2 separate regions of the Sus scrofa genome follow, and region 2 is linked to region 1. A link is a contact called in public Hi-C data. All regions are on one chromosome and are shown on one strand. Each heading gives the region's core, a stretch centred on a gene start, on an enhancer-like site or on the middle of the called end of the contact. The rest is flanking DNA. Distances are from core to core; before and after follow the strand shown. Region 1 has its middle 71 kb from the start of DIO2. Region 2 has its middle 150 kb from the start of DIO2.

Region 1 (5,106 bases), core at 2,096-4,595:
CTCCTACACATTATATAACTAAGTTTCCTTGCACGTAAGTTGGAGAAACAGTAGAAATTCAGAGGGTGGTTGAAAGATTTTTGTTAAGCCAAGTGTAACAGTGAACATGCACTGAGAAAAGTCAATGCACATTTGTCAATTGGCTTGAAATGAAAGAGAGTCACAGTGGGAAAACTGTGGTGAGTCGTAACCTGCCCAGTCTTCCACTTCTAAGAAGTAACAGCCAGAACAGTGGGAGAGGATGGTCCAATAAACATCCTGATGATTGCATCTCTTCCTTGCAAATCACTCAAATGAGACCTCCCAGGTGGATGTAGATGAGAGGAACTCCATTGCCAAAAGAAGGGGGCCAGCTGGGGGGATAGGAAAGGGGCTCAAAACACAGCCAAACAGTAGCTTCCATGCCTCCGGGACACCTTCTTTTATTCGTTCACTCTTTCATGCATTCATTCATTAAAACAGTGATTATTTATTGAGTTTCCACTCTGGGCCAGGCATTGTTTGGAGCATGTGACCTCGAGACCCTATTCCTGCCCTCATGTTTACAGCGCAGTGGGGGAAAACATAATTCAGTGATGTAAGTGTCTTGATAAGGAAGATGAGAGGATATTGTGGGAAGCCAGAAGAGGATCATCTAGCTAAAATATCTCGAGGGAGGATCCGGTGAGCCTTCCAGAGGAGGTGATGTCTAAGCTGCTGAAAGACATGAGTTATTATAGCAAAAGTATCAAGAATAAGGGAGCAATGGTGTTGGGAGAAGCATTCAGGAAGGGGAGCCATATCCTCAGAGTCTCAGTGATTTGTAGATTAGCCTCTACAAGGAAAGCAATGTACTAGATGCAGTGTGATAATTGAGCAAGATACTATTCCAGAAAGCAAAGAATGTAAAGCTTAATAAATAAGGTAGTTTCAATAATAGTTATAAGGCAAAGCATCATTTATAGGCCAAAGACCTCTTATGTTTGGTCAGTTGAGTTGACTTCATCTTTCTGCTCACTATCTCCCACACTTCCTACCCCAAAGAAACTAAGTAGTTAGGGTTGATGTTCACGAAATAACCACTTAATTGATGGTTTTCCTCTTCCATTTCATATGATATCCTAAGAAGGAGGAAGAGTTAAAATCATTCTATATTTGTACACTCACTTGAAATATGGTCAGGTCAATGAGTTAAAGAAAGCGCTATTGCACATGAATGAGTCAACAGTGATTTACTCTGTCTAATCTGTTCAGTAATCTGAGCTCCTTTAACTTTACCATCATATCCTCTTATTCAGTATTTATTCTCAACTACCTTATCCTGTAATAGTGACAGCAATAATGTATACCGACCAGAGCACGTTGAAAAGTCCCTGTGGGGAGAACCTATGTCCCCTAACTTCTATGTCGCTGCTCAGTATCTAACACAGAAACACATTTCAGCGAACAACAGTTCCCTCATTAATGGCTTGATCCAGGATGTGAGAATGCCTGAGAATAAAGGAGAGTAAATATTTGGAAGGTGCAAACACTAAGGAAAAAGGGCAAGCCACTGGTCATGATTTAAGGACAGAGAGGTCAAGAGGTTCAAATGACCTGGGAAACTGGCTCCTGAATGTCCCATAATGCTTTCATTCTGATGGGCTGTGACTATCCCCTCTAAGAATTACTGAAACCCTTTAGGCCCTTTAGATGCTGTCCTGCCTTGTGTATCATTGGAGAAGAAATCTCAAGGAATACTGTGGTCTTTCTCTGGCCCCTGGTAAATGGAGCTGCTGACCTGGTTTTGTCTTTCCCATCTCATATTTCAGTATGATTCAACTGGCCTGGCGCTCTGGTGAAACGCTGTCTGCCCGCACTTTAGTGTCTTGCCTCACGGCCTGAGGTCTAGCTGCCAAGTCACCATGGCAGCTTGGATTCCTGGCCTTCTGGTTTTTCCTTGTCAGAATCTGGTCATGTAATAAAGCGCAGCCTCTGCTCTCCTGGCAGTTTCCAGAGTCTGCTCCATTTCACTTGCATTTCCTCCACTGGTTTTGACAGGTCATCCTCTACATGAAACCACAGTTGAAAGTGGTATGTGATGCAGCTCTGAAGGGCTCTCTCTGGGAGTGAAAGCGAAGCCAACAACAAGCAAAAGAAACCCTTGAAGTAGAACATAGAGAGGCAATGTTCCTGGTTGTGACATCCTCTTCTGCCATGTGACTTCCTTTGCTCGGCTTGTCTTGTCTTCTTCCCAAGTAGATGCTAACTGATGAGTGAAAAACCACATAAAGAAGGACGTATTAGAGAGCTTGAGAAATATGCAACTTGGCCTATGGGTTCTGAGTATAGGGGAAGCGGCTTCGTAACTACATTTCAAAACTGGGATCATTTCAGTTGATCCAGATTCTCCTTTACAGTGCTGTGGAAAGACTATACGATTTCAGCTTCACCAAGCAGTAGTTGGAAAATTACATCTCTGCTTTATAATCAGAGTGTGTAGCCCTTACTTAAGAATCAGAAAGCCAGCAGTGCATTTCAGAGCACTCCTCAACAGAGAGAGTCACTCTTCTCTCGACACTCCAGTCTCCCATTGTTATTGTGGTTCTAAACATCACCCTCTCTTGCCACGACAGTGGTTAAGGTAACAACTAAACAAGAGAATATCTTGGGAGAATACAGAATATCCTAGGGAAGCCTAAATGCATACTATTTAGTCAAAGTATTCTACCATTGCTAGAACAAGTTACAAAAACAAAAGAAAACAAAACAAAAAAACCCACAACGACTCTCCCCAGGATCATAGATTAGTTTTCCTAAGCTAAAATTATTATACGAAATGCAAATATCCAAAATATAAATGATGATTCTCTTGTGGCTGAGTTGTGGGGAGAGTAGTTAAGTTTGACATTAGTATTCTCCCTGGGGTTATTGTTTTTATCACAGGGGATGGCTAAGTTGCTAAGCTCACTCAAGATTAGAAGTCTTTCCAAACTTCCTTAGTGTGCACACAGGCCAGAAGTTGTCCTCATGGGAGAGCTGGTTCTTCACTGCAACTCTAATCAGGTTCCTCAGGGGCACTGCCATGTCACAGTTTCATGAACATTATTATCAAGGCTGATTTTTGCCCTGTGGCTGCAACAACGGACTTTTGACCCACTACATGTTTTAACTCCCAGAACCAAGTCATGTTTTTTTTAGGTGAGAGTTTTTGGGAACATGGTATGGACTTTGTTTTTTTTTTTTTTTTTTTTCTCCCCTAATCATTTTAGTAAAATGCTACTTTGGCCTTCACCTTTCCTGATCCCTTATAACACACTCTCTCCTCACTGGGCAGTAATCACCAGATTGCCTGACTGGGGACTTTCAAGGTAAACACCAGGAGCATAAGGGTTGGTGCTGACAAATCACAGGGCCTGTTCAAATCTAAACCGTAGCAAGGAATGGGCAAAGGTAAGAGAGCTCTGTCCTCTGTTAACCTTTTTTCAGCAAATTCTCACTTCTCAACAGCACTTCAGCTGATAGAAAACATGAAACCCACACCTTCACAGAGCATAGCCACAATGCCTGGTTCTTCCTTGATGTCTGCTAACAGTAACAGCTACCTCCTATACACAAGGCACATTTCAAATTTCATTTTTACAGAGGAGATAAGGAAGGTAGTGTTAGGGGTATCAGAGCAATAAGTGGCTGGGCTGGTGTTCAAACCCCGGCATCTTTATTGTGAGGCAGGAGAGTGAAGAGGTAAAGCTGGGGCCTGGAGGCTGGAGTTTTCAGTGCTCTGAAGCCTCTTCTCCAGCCACCCCACTGCCCATACACTTATCTGGGGAAAATAATGCAATTCTAAGTAAGCTAAAGCATGGGGTGTTATATTGCTGGGAGGAAAATGAGGGTCTGGGGGAGAGTGGTGTGGTATCTTGGACTACTCCTGTTCCAAAGGCACTTAAGAACAACTGACGACGAGTGCCACCCTCCCATCCCACCTCATGCTGGAATTCCAGGGAAGGGATCTGGCTGAATCACTGCTAGGAAGACATACAGGCTTGGGAATGAAACCAAAACTGAATTTCAGCAAATTCCTCTTAATTCCTAAAAGAAACTCCAGGAATTCTCAAGTGGAAAGAGCAAAGTAATAAATGAAAGTGACTCTGCTAAGAAAGCTAGCAGGTGTCATATAGGCTCTCAAATAGACATGAACTATCATGGACTACTTGTTTATTTTGTTTGTTTGTTTGTTTGTTTGTTGTCTTTTTAGGGCCACATATGTGGCATATGGAGGTTCCCAATCTAGGAGTCAAATTGGAGCTATAGCTGCCAGCCTATGCCACAGCCACAGCAATGCCAGATCCAAGCCACACCTGTGATCTACACCACAGCTCACAACGACATCAGATCCTTAACTCACTGAGAGAGGCCAGGGATCCAACCTGCATTCTCATGGATGCTAGTCAGATTCATTTCTGCTGAGACATGTGGGAACTCCTGGTTAATGTTAAAAAAAGCTCTGAGGAGTTCCCCTTGTGGTTCAGCGGAAACCAACCCAATTAGGGTCCATGAGGATGTGACTTTGATCCCTGGCCTTGCTCAAGGGGTTAAGGACCCGGTTTTGCCATGAGCTGTGGGGTAGGTTGCAGATGCAGCTCAGATGCTGTGTTGCTGTGGCTGTGGCGCAGGCCAGCAGCTGTAACTCTGATTTGATCCCTAGCCTGGGAACTTCCATATGCCACAAGTTCAGCCCTAAACATACACACACACACAAAAGAGCTCTGCCTCGTTCCCAGGAGATGGTTAGAACACAAGTGAAAATCAGAGAGGAGGAAAACTGATAGGGCTACTGAAAATTATGGTATTACTTTACTCAAGTACACAGGATCACCATGGGACCAACTTAGGTATTTTCACTGTGTCGCCAAATTTCTTCTTTATTAATTATCCCTATTCAGAGGGAAATCTACTCAATAGTTTGTAATAACCTATATGGGAAAAAATAATGTGTGTGTGTGTATGTAAGTACATATTTATAATTCACTTTGCCGTATACCTGAAACTAATTCAAAATTGTAGGTCAACTGTACTCCAGTAAAATTTAAAAAATACACATATACAAATGTACCCTAATAGTATCTTCCTTAAATTAAAATTTCTGTC
Region 2 (5,132 bases), core at 2,197-4,696, 220 kb after region 1:
ACATAAATAAAAACAAACAAACAAAATGTACTGAGATTTACGCAATATTGGAAAAAAAGGATTATGAATAGGTAATTACACTTTTAGGAGATTTACGGATTTCAAGCCTCAGGGTATGATTATCTCATTAGTCTTGTGCACTTAGAATAAAATAGAGAAGAGGTTGGGTGTGACCAGTGAACATCCTTTTTGCCAAAAACTTGTAAAGAACAAGCTGTAGATTCAGAAGGGTAAGTACCAAGTGTTACCTAAGTGGATTTCATGCTTATGAAAGGCAACAAGCACCTGGCAGTGCCAGCTCTCCACATTCAAAGCCATTCGCCTATCTGCCACGTTGCCAGGCTCCCAAACAAACCACCTGGTCTAACCCCCCATCCTGGGCCTCCACTTCTCAAAGTACTTCAAGTTCTTTGGAAACCACACTGGAACTACTGACCTACCTCTCCCTTGGGTCATCTCTGTAGCCTGTTCCTTCAGCTGTCCCTGGGAATGGATTTCGTTTCACCCATATTCCCAGGGGGCATAGGAGCACTGTAAGCCCTGATAACTCCCAGCAGTTTAAGCCTACTGTACGGGCTTCAACTGGATCCTAGCCCTAAAACAGTTTTCATAAAGAGGGAGAGCTAGGAAGGGCAGAGGAGTTCTGCTTGAGAGAAATGCTCATTAAGCAAAAAGACTGAAAATGAATAGCCACCAGTCATGGGAACTCCTCCATCAATAATGACCAACATTAAATGACCCCCTATCATGTGCTGGATACTCTTCTATGAGCATTACCTGTATCAAGTCATTCAGTTCTCTCAACAATGTCATGAGACAAATGTTTCAGGATTCCTCATTTGCATGCAAAGGAGACAATGCAAGTACAGAGAAAGCCAACTGTTCAAGATTAGAATGTTGGAGTCATACCATCCTGATCAATAATCATAATAAACTGAATTGAACCTTCAATTGGTTACATTAGTGTTAGTTATATACCAGACATCATGCTATTCAAGTTATATGCATTACCGAATGGAATCCCTGCAAGGGGGTACAATCACGGTGTTCATTTATACACTGTCCTTACTTTACATCCACAGTTGAGAAATGTCAAACAAGGGAGCTAAACCCAAACTAAGGTCAGAATAAAGAAAAACAAACGAGGCATTTTTACTCCTTACTATTGTCTCTACAAAGTTATACCCAGCTGGTCCCTAAAGAGAGCAGGTGGGATGCTTAAGAAGACATGGATTGACCTACTAGGTGGTGGTCAAGAGGGGCAAGACATTTACTCAAATGGGGAAGCCTTTTAAAGTCATTTCCATATCTCCACATCTTAGGGGTATAGGCTTAGATTCATTCACATTTTTAACTAAATCTTGTGTCCTTTTCTTACCACGTTTCTCATTACTTACCTTGTGGTTGCAAACTGCCTTTTCTTTTTCATTTTGATTTTCTCATGATATCTGGGTGCCATGCTCAATAATTCTTGCTGCTGAGGTGGCAGCTGAGAAGTATGGGATTATGGAAGACCTTGAAAAACAAGTCTGAATTGTCTTCTTACAAAACAGGCATTTCCTTGCTGTGTGTTTTCTGCCCAGAGCAAGAATCACATTGTTCAGACTTGTAATGGACAGGGTGCTCCTAAGACAGCAGCACCACCACACCCATGCATTACCTCAGGGAGGCTGGCTTTATCTTCAGATCTGGATCTATAGGATGATGTTAGGTTCTTGTATGCTTGGAACTTTGTGATCAGTCACAGATTAAGAAGAAAAGTGTTCCACAGTGATGCAGAGTCACTAGGTTCTGAATCTATTATTTGAGTTGGCTTCCCCAAAAGGGAGGACATCATTAACAAGTATAATAATGACGATTACTTAATACTTAAGCACTTATTGTGTGCCCCTCTACTGAGCACTTTACATCTATTATCTCATTTAATCCTCACATGCAAAAAGAAATTGAAATAGTTCTGAGATCCATCACAGGCTGCAGGTAAGGAAACTGAGATTTTGGAACATTAAATAACTAACCTAGGGTCATACTGTTGTAGGAAATGGAAGTAGTATTTTCTGTCTTTTTCCCTTTTAGTACCACACCCTCAGCATATGGAAATTCCCAGGCTAGGGGTCGAATAGGAGCTCTAGCTGCCAGCCTACACCACAGCCACAGAAACGCAGGATCTGAGCCATGTCTACAACCTACATCACAGCTCATAGCAACACCGGATCCTTAACCCGCTGAGCAAGGCCAGGGATCAAACCTGTGTCCTCATGGATACTAGTCAGGTTTGTTAACCACTGAGCCATGACAGGAACTCCTGGAAGTAGTATTTTAAAACAACTGCTGCCCTTGCAGAAGCCTGACCACTATCCAGCATGGCTTCCACCATCACAATAGGATCGATTAACTCAGCATCACAAAGTAGTACCAACACAAGAGCATTATGGATGCTGCTTATTAGAACTTCAAACAGGACTTAGGGGTGGAAGTAAGTTCTCCCTTGAGCTAAATTCCTGCCACACTGATTGCTAGTCCAAACAGCCTTGATAAAACTAGTCAGTTACTGGGTAAGGCTCTTACTCTAGTTTTAAATGCCATGAAATACCTGTGCTGTGGATTTAAATTCACAAAATATGGTTTGAAGCCCATCTTGCATAGGGTATGCTTTGTGGCACTAACACCCTAGAACCATGGAAGTGAAGGAAACATTAAAATATTATACATAAAAGGACAAGAACCAATTAGATGGAGGTTTAAACTAAATATATAAAAATGGAATTTACTTGTAGCACAGTGGGTTAAGGATCCTGCATTGTCATTGCAGCAGCTTTGGTCACTGCTGTGGTACAGGTTGGATCCCTGGCCTGGGAACTTCCACATGCCACAGGCGTGGCCAAAAAAATGTTTAATGTTTTTTTAAATAAAACAAACAAACAAACATGAAGACCATGGAGTCAGACCCAGCAAAGTAAAGACATAGGGAATCTAGACTCTAGATTGGTTCAAAATGACAATATTATGGAATTTGCATACCAAAACTTCCTGAGAAACGAGCTATGCCATTATCCCCACTACCAGGTGAGAAAAAATAAGGCCCCATGTGATGAGGAAACTTGTTTGGGATCACATAGGTAGTTAGGACCAGATGCAAGAACACATTTGGTAACTTTTTTTCAGGCTTGTCACTGACATTCACTCATTACCTGCAAAATTTTTTTGTTTCCCATTTCGTTTTATCCCTGACCTTCTTTTCTCATTTTCTTCACAAAATGATACTTTTCATTAAAGAGCATTTTGGCCCATTTGGCAAGGGGTCCACATTTAAGTTTTACCCCTGCCACTAATTCACTGTGGGACAAACCATTTGCCCTGGTGCTGGGCCCTGGCTGTAACAGTGCTCGGCTGCCTCTCTCTCTAGTTCAGCCTGGAACAAGGACTATGACTGCACTGCTGAGGGACGTACCCTAGAGCACAGGCTGATTCAACAGGGACAACTAACTCGCTGTGAATTTAACGATTTGGGAAGCCCTTGTGTCTCTGCCAGTTCCTTTTTTAAGCACCTGGAAGCTACAACGAGTGATGTAACAGCCAGAGACAAGATTAAATATTGGTCTTTCTCATGGACATTCAGCCAGAAGTCAAACATTACCTCCCTCCTTTACTATGGTGAAGTAAAATATTTGTGCCCAATGGTTACAGTGTATTTCATCATCCTAGTGTTGTGTTTTTTTTTTTGTTTTGTTTTGTTTTTTTTCCTGCATAGGAATGCTTCTGTCAGAACCGATCAATGCTGTTAATGAACAGATGTCAGGGTTCTCAATAGCCAATACCAGAGACTGCTCTAGAAACTTCTCTTGCCTTCTTCACACCCCTAGGGCAGCAGAGGGGATTGCTTCCCAAGTGACAGTGAGGAGGAAAGGAGGTTTTGCACTTTCTGTAGACATCAGAAAACTTCTCATACTGTCTCAGGCATTGTCTCTAACTACCAATGTAGTGGTACAGAGAGGGGTGCCAGCTGGCAACCCATCTGCTGGCTGGCTCTCCAAAACAGGTTCAACTAGTTAAATCAGCATTAATTGCCAAGCCAAGATTATTCTGACCCTGCATTGGAAAAGGTCAGAGCCCTGCCACTGAAAGGAGGTGGCAGGGAGCATGGGGAGGTGCTTCTGGGAGCAAAGATTCTGGCTGAGCAGATGAATCTTTGTTCAATAGTTGTATCTTATTGGATTATGTTACGGCTGAATTGTGTCCACCCGAAATTCATTTGTTCAAGTTCTAACATCCAGTATCTCAGAAAGTGATCTTGTTTAGAACATGGATGTTTAACAGACATAATTAGCTCAGATGAGGTCATACTGGAGTGGGATGGGCCCCAATCCAAAATGACTAGTGTCATATACACGAGGAGAACACCATGTGAATATGAAGACAGAGATCAGGGTGATGCTTCTACAAGCCAAGGAATGTCAAAGATTGTCAGGAGCCACCAAAAGCTCGGAGAGAGCATGGAAGAGATTTCTCCCTCACAGCCCTCTGAAGGAACCAACCATGTGGACACGTTGATCTTAGACTTCTCAGCTCTATCCATTTCCGCTATTTAAGTCACCCAGTTTGCAATACTTTGTTATGGCAACCCGAGAAAAACTGATATAGACTGTATTTGCAAAGTTTTAAGAAACTGAATATAAAGCTCTAACAGTCTGTACATTCCAATAACTAGATTCTAAAATAGAAGGTTTATAGAAGTCATCATAATTAATATTTCTCCCTATTGAGATACATTTTTGTTTGTGTACTTCCACCCAATTATTATCATCACCTGAATGTCTCAAAATAAGTTAAAACAACCAACCGAAGAAAAAACTCATGAATAAATCCTAGGTCTCTCTGCACAATTCTTCCCAAAGCAGAGTACCATTTCTGAAACAGTTCAGACCAACTAAGGACTTTCCAATGTCTCAACCAGTACATCTGATATATAGTCATTCCTGCTCCACAATAAATATTCTGCAAATCTGCTGTATGTCAACTACTATGAAAGGCATTAGAGACCCAACAGTGGTCAAAACAGGTAGCCATTGTCCTTATAGTGGCCTATGTTCAGTGAGGAAGACAGGTTTCAATCAATCAATCAATCAATTAAT

Evidence for each region. Hi-C and Micro-C count contacts between places; a contact is called where the count stands out from the background.
Region 2: a Hi-C map of liver shows a contact between it and region 1, with 2.9 times the contacts expected there. The contact joins two enhancer-like sites. A contact is called at or near these places in 3 of 47 Hi-C or Micro-C datasets (liver and skeletal muscle).

Annotation. Positions count from the first base shown.
Region 1 is chr7:103,036,701-103,041,806 of Sscrofa11.1, forward strand. No RefSeq gene overlaps it. Among named protein-coding and RNA genes, the nearest start is that of DIO2, 71 kb to the right of the region's middle. Within about 2 kb of position 3,346, at least 5 of the 83 cell types and tissues checked have an H3K27ac peak or open chromatin away from gene starts, as enhancers often do. A contact at or near this core is called in liver, where this site is marked.
Region 2 is chr7:103,259,550-103,264,681 of Sscrofa11.1, forward strand. No RefSeq gene overlaps it. Among named protein-coding and RNA genes, the nearest start is that of DIO2, 150 kb to the left of the region's middle. Within about 2 kb of position 3,447, at least 5 of the 83 cell types and tissues checked have an H3K27ac peak or open chromatin away from gene starts, as enhancers often do. A contact at or near this core is called in liver, where this site is marked.